Regions from separate parts of the Danio rerio genome. Here region 1 is linked to region 2. A link is a contact called in public Hi-C data. All regions are on one chromosome and are shown on one strand. Each heading gives the region's core, a stretch centred on a gene start, on an enhancer-like site or on the middle of the called end of the contact. The rest is flanking DNA. Distances are from core to core; before and after follow the strand shown. Region 1 holds the start of jag2b (jagged canonical Notch ligand 2b). Region 2 holds the start of brf1b (BRF1 general transcription factor IIIB subunit b).

The links. Hi-C and Micro-C count contacts between places; a contact is called where the count stands out from the background.
Region 1: a contact with region 2 is called in a Hi-C map of an unstated tissue, with 5 times the contacts expected there. The contact joins the promoter of jag2b here to the promoter of brf1b in region 2. A contact is called at or near these places in 1 of 18 Hi-C or Micro-C datasets (an unstated tissue) and 1 of 4 datasets of contacts at active chromatin or transcription factors (embryo).

The regions. Positions count from the first base shown.
Region 1 is chr20:23,934,556-23,939,245 of GRCz12tu, forward strand. It overlaps jag2b (jagged canonical Notch ligand 2b), which reads left to right and starts at 1,780. Exons shown (of 26, transcript NM_131862.1): 1 at 1,780-1,995; 2 at 2,453-2,773. The coding sequence starts at 1,927.
Region 2 is chr20:23,444,248-23,448,889 of GRCz12tu, forward strand. It overlaps brf1b (BRF1 general transcription factor IIIB subunit b), which reads left to right and starts at 2,221. Exons shown (of 19, transcript NM_199889.1): 1 at 2,221-2,432; 2 at 2,979-3,178. The coding sequence starts at 2,998. It overlaps xrcc3 (X-ray repair complementing defective repair in Chinese hamster cells 3), which reads right to left and starts at 1,759. Exons shown (of 7, transcript NM_001013541.1): 1 at 1,606-1,759; 2 at 1,378-1,515; 3 at 125-337. The coding sequence starts at 1,660.

The sequences.
Region 1 (4,690 bases), core at 530-3,029, 490 kb after region 2:
ATGGGCTTTGTAGACATTGTGTTTACACCGGTAAGTTAATTCACCTGGACCAGAGAGAGAGAGAGAGAGAGAGAAATGAAAACATTGACTTAACATTTACAATGTAATTTATTGACTGAAATGAAAGATACAAAAAAAAACATATTTTAATGATGTATGTTTTGCAAAGGAAGTTACCAAATGCCAAACATAATGCTGGCTGCTGTGCTAAATCTGATGTGCAGTATGTTGTGAAGTTTTGAGAAATTGTTAAGGACTCAAAACAGAGCCAGGGACAAATTCATGCATGCACAAAAAATAAATAAATAAAATTCTGCAGCAAGGGGATGTGTTTCTGATGCCTGTCATAGGCAACATCATGTCTATAAGGAGAAAAAAACAGGTGCGCTTGAGCATTCTGTCCTTTTATAGTTGCAGCTTGTGACATCATGCTTTTGTTTTATGTACTGTAGGTGTCATTGGTTCATGTTGAATTCATATTCAGACACACTTTGTAAGTGTACTGGAACATTCTTTATTAAAGTACATTCAGTCTGCTTTATGGCTTGCTCCATGGTTTGCATGGCAGTGTACCAGTTTATTCCACAGTGAACCACAGCAACAGAGCAATCTCATCAGAGTTTGTTTTACTCTAACCAAATCGGATATAAATTAATATTTATACCAGTAAAGAATACACTTTTCTGACACTCAGTTCAGGACTTGAGGCTTTTATTAACAAGATTCTGATATAAATAAAGTGTAAGAAAGAGAGACAGAAAGAAAAAAAAGTGCGTTGTTGGGGTACAATCGAGGACAAGCAGGTCTAGCTGGTCTACCAGCCTAGCCAAGCTGATGTTCAGCTGGTTTAGCTGGTTGGCAACCAAATGGAAAATGCCCAAAATGCATGTAAAACCAGCCCAAGATGTATTTAGATTTGTTTTAGATACTTGATTGGTTTTCAGATGTTTTATTAGACTATTTTGAACATTTCCAGCAAGATTGAGAACTACTACATTGGATGCTAAGGTAATAGGAACTTATATAAATTAATTAGATGTTGAGATTTTGCTTGTAAATGTTTTTCAAAGTTTGTCTTCATCTTGTTAGGATGTCTCTTTCGAGGTCAATGCGAGGATGTACAGTAGAGGGCGCTCTCACCTGTGGCAAATCACACTAGCAGGCTGAGCACGCATCAGGACATCAGCGGGGATATACAGCTTTTTTGAGGTTTTCAAGGCTAATTTTCTTGGTTTTGTGGTTTCCACATATAATGCCAATTTTAAATGACAATTTAAAGCACTTCCATTCATAAAGCAATTTCATTCTTGTTTACCATAGTTGCTATTGTTTTAATAAATGTGCCACAATGGTACAGTAAACAAATGAAACAAATGAACAAACGTTAACATAGTGTCTATTAAAATGTAAGAAAATATTCTTGAGAATATATACACATTTCTAGTCAACATGTGGGCACTTTAAATGCGACATCTCTGTTATATTTGTAGTCTGGTCATCACTGTGTGTTTAGAAATCATTAACGTGATAAAAATACTAATTCTGCAAATTACGCATTACAAATATCCAAATTCCTGACAGAAAAGAAAGCACGCTGTTTAATTGCTCGTTGTGAAACAGAGGGAATAGAGCTCGTAAGTTTTTTGGCCAGGCTCCGCCCCCGAGTGGCGATTGGCCAACCGCATCAGCAGGGGGGATACTGATTGGCCCTTCCAGCTGTCAATCACGCGAGATCTCCTCAGGCGTGTGGTAGCCGTGAAACATATCATTTGCCGTGAAGTGATCAGACCGAGGGAGAGATCAGCACAGACCATCACCGCGCAAACACACCACGCTCGTGAATTTTTGCATGTCAGGAACGGAGGATCCTGTCGCCGGTCATCGGCCGTTTTCCATCTTGCGTTTATAACACATCAAATCGGCGGCATGTGGAATTGTATCAGGATTAGGAATTGGCTCCCAATCGCGTGCCTGCTGTTAACGATGTGGACGAAGGTGAGAGCTCTGATTGTTATTAGTGTTGCAGATCGATTTAATTGCCGTAGCACTGATCAGGAGGCAAAAGTTGATGGGTGTGGGCAGACGATTTCAACCGTTTCTGCTTAAAGTGATCGATATTTGAATTACGCAGCCACATGTGCGCGTGCATTTGGAAATGTCAGATGTAAGAAATGTTAACTTGAAACACGATTCCTCATTAAAAGCACGGGTGGATCAGTTTTATAGGATATTGTATGAAATAAAGCCGATTTTCTCATCTCATCCGCATAACAGGTTTGCAAAATTGTAGACTGATTCTCTGGAGACTTGAATGCACAAGCGCACGCGACACATTCCCTCAAATTAACATTAGCACAGATTTATCTGCATTTCTGTAATGCACAATCAGCATTATGATTGCTCTGTTTGTTTGTTTATTTATTTGTCTTTCTGTTTTTCAATGTATTTTTAGGTGTCCCAGTCCTCTGGCTATTTTGAGCTGCAGCTGATTGCTGTAGAAAATGTAAACGGTGAGTTGTGGGACGGGGAATGTTGCGACAGCACGCGGAACTCTCAAGACCAGCGCTGCGTGCGGGACGAGTGCGATACTTACTTTAAAGTGTGTCTGAAGGAGTACCAGTCTGAAGTCACCACCACTGGACAGTGCACCTTCGGCTCTGGATCTACCGACGTTCTTGGTGGAAATATAATTTCTTTTAAGACCGCAAAAAACAGCCCCAGCAAAACGAGCGACGTGGGAAAGATCATCATCCCTTTTCACTTCGCCTGGCCGGTGAGTCCTCGTCTTCTCCATGGGCTGTAATAAAAAAACGCGCCGCGGTGAGCTGTCACTGCTCGGAAGTTGAGTGCACTATATTGTTAGGGTGATGACAGGGTCTCTATTTTAATCGTGGGGCGTGTAGGCTGCTGTCTTTTAACGATTTTCTGTTATTTCTGTGACTGCTTCATCTGTAGGGCACTCACTTTGCTCTGCGTGTTTGAAACGGGCTGCTTGAAGGTGCATTTAAGGTGACACGCACCTCTTAAAGAGATAGCTCACTGTTGAATGGAAATTCTGCTACTTGGTCACCTTGTTTCCCACCTGTGTTGGTTATTTATTTTAGAAACACGAAGTAATTAGATAATATTGTTATTTACTCGAAGAAATATTGATTGAAAGTGAATGGTGACTTAAGTCTGTCATCCTGTCAAGCGGAAGCTTTAAAAGATACTTTCTAACAGAATAGTTTGTTTTAATTGGCTGTGTTACAAATCTGCTTAGTTGTACATCTTGTTTTGGTAGCATAAGAGAATATACAAGGCGGTTTAGGTAGACTGATTTTAATTTTGTTTCTGTTGACTTCTCATTATCAAGGTGCCAATCTTTCTCAAGTAGTGTACTAGCTATTCAAATGTGACGCGCTATCCGTACTCATGGCGCTGCTTGGTCTTTATGATTTTGTTATATCGCATTTTAGCAGATTAATACCCCACACAGGTTTTTTTTAAAGTACTATATTTACTTGTGTTATTGTTAAAGGAATAAAGTGAGTGATATAAGGCGGATTAACTTCTGTAATGCTGTGGTTTTGCCTAAATCTTTGATTCTTTTTTACTATTGTTTGCTTGAACTTGCTACAAATAAATCAAAAAAGCATGTTTTTGCAGTCAAACTGTTGTATTCACAAGTGACGCATGATTTTACTAGACATAGTTTAATCATGGTATCTGTGGTAAATGGTTATGCAAAAGGTAGTCAATATGCTTAAAAATGAATGCTAATCTTTTTCTGTAATACATAACAATAACACAAAACAAACACGTTGAGGTGAAGTTAGTTTTATATTCACATATTCAAATTTTCTCCTTTGGTGTTATTTGCAAATTCTAAATAGGGAAATTATATCAATGACTATGAAAACACACCATAGTCCACAGTCAATTAAATAGTGCTAATAAGTCATTCTTGCATGAGTTTTCAGAGCTCATATTCAAAGTAGCGTGGTGAGGACCATGTCACAAGACAAAATTTAACTAATGTTTGAATATTAAACCAAATTTACCTCAGAAAGTGTGTTGTATATTCACGCATTTGGAATTTCTCCTTAATAATATAATTTCAGAAAAGTATTAAAAAGTAACTGTTTTGAAATCATATTAGCAGCCAAAGACTAACAGTGTTGTACATAGTCTAAATAGCGCTAACAATGTTGTTTTGATGTCATACTTGCATGTGATTTCAGAAAGAATATTCTAAGTACCATGGTTAACAATATAGCGAAGGCTTCACAAGTTGGTACTGAAAAAATGTGCGAATATTAGACAAATTTTACCCCAATAACAACACTACTTGATCTTTATTTCAGCATGTTTAATCTTTTAGAATCTTTCCAAAAGCAGCATTTAAAGTTTGATTATTATTAGGTATTTTCTTAATGTCGGCTATTACCATAAATGTATAATCTAATCCCACAGTAACATTGATTAGAGGGAAGTTTAGTTGTCATGGAAATTTGTTGTAATGGTATCCGAATACTGATTGTGACTCCCTTGTGCTGATATGGGAAAAAAAACTTATCGTGTGTCTCTCCAGACACTCAGGCACATTACTGATGCTCATATCAGGTGTCAAATCGCTGCAAATGTTTTATGCAGTTCGGTGTCACACCAGCAAACAACAAAAAGAGAGATGTCACGTAGTGTTGACTCT
Region 2 (4,642 bases), core at 971-3,470:
CCAATAAAATGTAATTTGTTGCAAAAATTTTTTAAATATCACAAAATCTTGTCGAGAATGAAAGAATCATTTGATAACATTAAAAAAAAGCATTAATTAAGAACGATCACAGTATGTGCACTACCTGAATTCAGTCCTCCGTGTTCTTGTGGATACTGGACAGACAAGCAAAGCTGCAAACAAAACTGGGTTTTTCCAGCAGCGCTCTCGCCTGCCAGTTCTGTTATTCCTCGTAATGGGAGACCACCACGCATCAGACCGTCCAGAACAGGGCAGGCAAAAGAGAGCCGGTGTCCAGGCTCCAAAACAGGACATTCTCCCTGGATCAACTGCAATGCTGAGAAGTCAAAATAATAGTTTTGCTCAAAATATTATTTATTAGCTTAACCATGTTTTTGTTGATTTAGGACTCACACTCACGTTGTTTGTGCTTGAAACAGACTAGAGACCTACTGTATAATCAGCTTTTATTAATGAAATTAACTTACTATATTTGATTTTTATAATGTAATGAATATAACTTTTAAATAGAGAGCTGGTTCTGTTTAATGTTGGTTTACGAGCAAATTTCTTGTTTCTTCATTAAACAGATTTAAAAATAGTATTTTTAAATATCCGGAAATTGTTTATAAAGTTTAGATTTATTTGACATGGTTGACTTTTAAAGCAGGGGTTTTTTAGTCTATTTTATTTTTTCTATTTACATCCTAAAATGTAAAAGATATCTATATAATGTACATAATGTTGTATACTGTAAATAATTAATATTATAAATAGCGCTAAATATTATATTGGCAATGTTTATTTTCTATTCTTGCATTATATTTACAACTCATTTACTTTACTTTTAAGCTAATTATAATTCATTCTAATCTAGTTTGTATCTTTTCTAGATAATCTATTTCACATGTTTATATGAACAACAATTTCAGATGTTTACATAAATCTTATTTCATCTTTTTTTCTTATTTGTTAAAATCATATAAATATTCAAAGAATTTAAAGGCATTGATCACCCAGAAATACAAATGCTGTCGTCATTTCCTTATTCTTGACTTATTACAAACCAGTTGAGTTTGTTGTTCTCTTGAACACAAAAGTTATTTTAAAGAATGTTGGAAAGTAGGACGGAAATCACTATGAAAGTCAATAGTTACAGGTTTCCAACATTTATCGAAATATCTCATTTTATATTCAACAGAACAAAAACACCTCAAACGGTTTTGAAACAAGTCAAGGGTGAGAAAATGATGACAGAATTTTCATTTTTTGGGGGGAGAACTGTCTCTTTGATCAAATAAAATCAGAAAAAAAGTTCTGTAATTACCTCTATAACAACACCGGATGTTTAAAATTAAAATAATACAAAAGTATAACCTGTGACGGGTTTAGACTTGCGCACAGAAGCCGCTACCGCCTGATGAAGACGCTGGACATCAGCCTTTGACAAGCGCGTCAGTCTCTGCAGATCTGGACCAGATACACACAGGATCTCTTTGGCTGATCTAAAATTGCCTAAACATTGAAATAACGTTTAACACGAAGATAAATAAACTGTAACGCACTCTCTCAGCAATGTATCGCAATAAGGGATTGTTTATCAACCTTTTTTAACAGCAGCAATAATCCTTGGATTCAGCTCAAGTTGTTCCCACTCCATCACCAAACTTGAATCTCCATAATAACAGTTTAACGTTAATAAAACAATGAATAAACATTTCAACTAACGTTAACTAAAACTATTTGCGCACATTTTGAACTGCACGATGTTTACTTCCCGGTCATTGTGTCATATAGTCTGTCAAAATTAAAGTCTTAAATCCAGCCGGCTAACGATATTTATTTACGTTTCTTCAAAGACATGCAGTAAGAAGCAATACATATAAAGAACAATACTTAATTTTAACAAAACAAAAAGAGAATAGCGTTAGCGTAACGGCTAAAGCACTGACCCTTCATATTATCGCGCTTTAGAGCTGGGGTTTGCCACTGGTTCAGTTAAATCAATATGGGGGTGTTTTGAGTTTAGGCTATTACATAAAACGATCAAATGGTATTGTAGTAATATACATTCAGCATTTATATAATTCTAAGGTATTTAGGTTCACACACAATACGTATAAGCAAAATAAACTCATGATAACAATTAAAATAAGAACTTTTGGATATTGGCCACCCCTCTATGTTCTGTTTTTAGAACAGCCCTTAATGTTGTGTTTCAGTTGGGTAGATGGACTGATCTGGAAAGTCACAATAGTATGTTGTTATGAATTAAATGAAGTATTTTACCAAAACAGATTGATTTAACTCTTTTAAACATGTTGGTCATAGTAAAACAGGATTTGCTATCTAAATAGTTTATCAAACAACAAGAAATACGACTGGATACGGTTTTAAAGTTGTTGAGCTAAAGTCTTTACTTCCTTTGACTGGTGAGTGGCTATCTTACTGTTAAAGGCTAGCGTAAATTGTGTATGTTTATGTTACATTATGAAATAAAGAATAAAGCGATAAACTAAGCTGTTTGTAGAATGTTTAGGGTCGTATCATTCAAGCTAGCTTTCATTCTGTAGCATATGTGCACATACATAAACCATATCAAAACATTAGCTTAGCAAAAATAACGTTACTATTGATGTGCATTAGAACATAAAACATAAAATAAAATGAATCCTAATATAAGAATATAGGAATCATGACCGACAATGAACAGGGCGACAAATGTGCATTGTGTATCCGGCATGCTAACTGTCGCGTAGCAGAGCGGAATATGCAAGACCAATGAAGCCGTGCGACCCGAGTTCAATCCCCGTTGAAGATAAGGTTCTGTTGAAAACATTATATTGCTGGTTATTCGGTTTTAATACGTGTTTTATGTTTATAATATCTTAATAACAAGAAACTGACAAAAACATAAAAAACAGTATGTTTTGTAAAGTGTTTCCTGTTCTGTAATGGAGTTGGTGTGTGCTCCTCAGGTCTAAGTCTTCAGTCAGTATGAGTCGCCAGTGCAAGAACTGTGGTGGATCGGACATCGACACAGATCCAGCCCGGGGGAGTGCAGTCTGCACAGCCTGTGGTTCGGTTCTGGAGGATAACATCATTGTGTCTGAGGTTCAGTTTGTGGAAAACAGTGGAGGAGTCTCTTCAGCCGTCGGCCAGTTTGTGTCTGCAGATGGTAAGAGCTGTTTTCTTAAACCTAAAAAAATGATAGTTGGGATCATGCCCCATGTTTCAGGGAAATCTGTATGCTTGGTCACTTGGAGTGCCTTTTACTATAATAAATTATAATTTTTTGAAAAAAAATAAATGCTCAAATGAAAATACAGAAAGAAAATATAGAGAAAATATACCGAAATCAAAAATAGGAAAAGATTTCTCACAGATAATGTTTTAAACTCTTTTATGCTTTTGCACAATTTAATTTATTGGCTAGCCACAGTCTAAACATGTTCTCACAGAAGCACATACCCCTGAACCTTAACTCGTATAGTTATCTTGTAAAACCCAGTATAAGGTAAGTACACTGTAAGAACATGTTCAGTACACATACTGTAAAATAAAGTACATTTAAAATGTGGTAGGATGAAATTAAATTATAATGCATTTTAATGCAGCTGGTCTAAATGGTCAAAACTCAACCTAAAAACTACAATAAAATTAAAACTTGATGTTCATTCACTATCAGACAATCCAAGATATAGATGCCTTTTTTATTTGCAGAACATTAAAGGCGATTTATAGGTTGAACTGGATGTACTATGGTGTTCCATTAAAGTTAACTTAACCAGCTAGATAATTCAAAATCCATGTCAGTTGCAAAAGCAGTTTTGACATATTATAGCAAATTATTTGCAGAAAGTATGACAGGATAATGGGCTTGAATTTTCCATATGAGGCAATCACATTATTTGTTTTATTTCCATCTCATAACTGCTCCACCAAGAAAAAAAAATGGATTGCATTTTTTAACTCCTAATGTCGCTAGTTAACACACTCAATGCATTTTTCCCACATCGCATAATTTCTGAAATATCAACTTCTACCACCAATGTATGTCGGTTTAAGTTAAAGTACCGGTAATTCCGGTAAATGTACCGGAAAAACTAAATGAACCGGAATTAATTCATACACTATGAATAATCAGAAAATATGAAGTGGAAGACCAATTTATTTAAAAACATAATAAAAATAAAATTTAGGAATACTTAGTATTTTTTAATACTAAATCACCTTTATTTTTTGAAGTATGTCATAAAATTATTCAGAATCTCATTTAACATACTTTCTTGTTTTTTTTTTGTTTTTACAAATTTCAATTCACTATTTATTTTTCAGTGAAAATATTTTTTTTCTGCTTTCAGCTTTTATTTTATCATTCTTTTCCCTGAATTGTTGAGCATAAATTGCCGTTTTATGATATTGCATGTTGCCTATATGTATTATAATAAAGAAATGGAATATGATCTCTTATTATTAAGAATGCTGCAACCTTAGTGACCTCTTTTTACTGGTGAAGAACAAAGTGCCTCTTAATGAATCATATATATAGATGCCCATTTTATTTGCAAAACATTAAAGGCGATTTATAGGTTGAACTGGATGTACTATGGTGTCCCATTAAAGTTAACTTAACATTGGT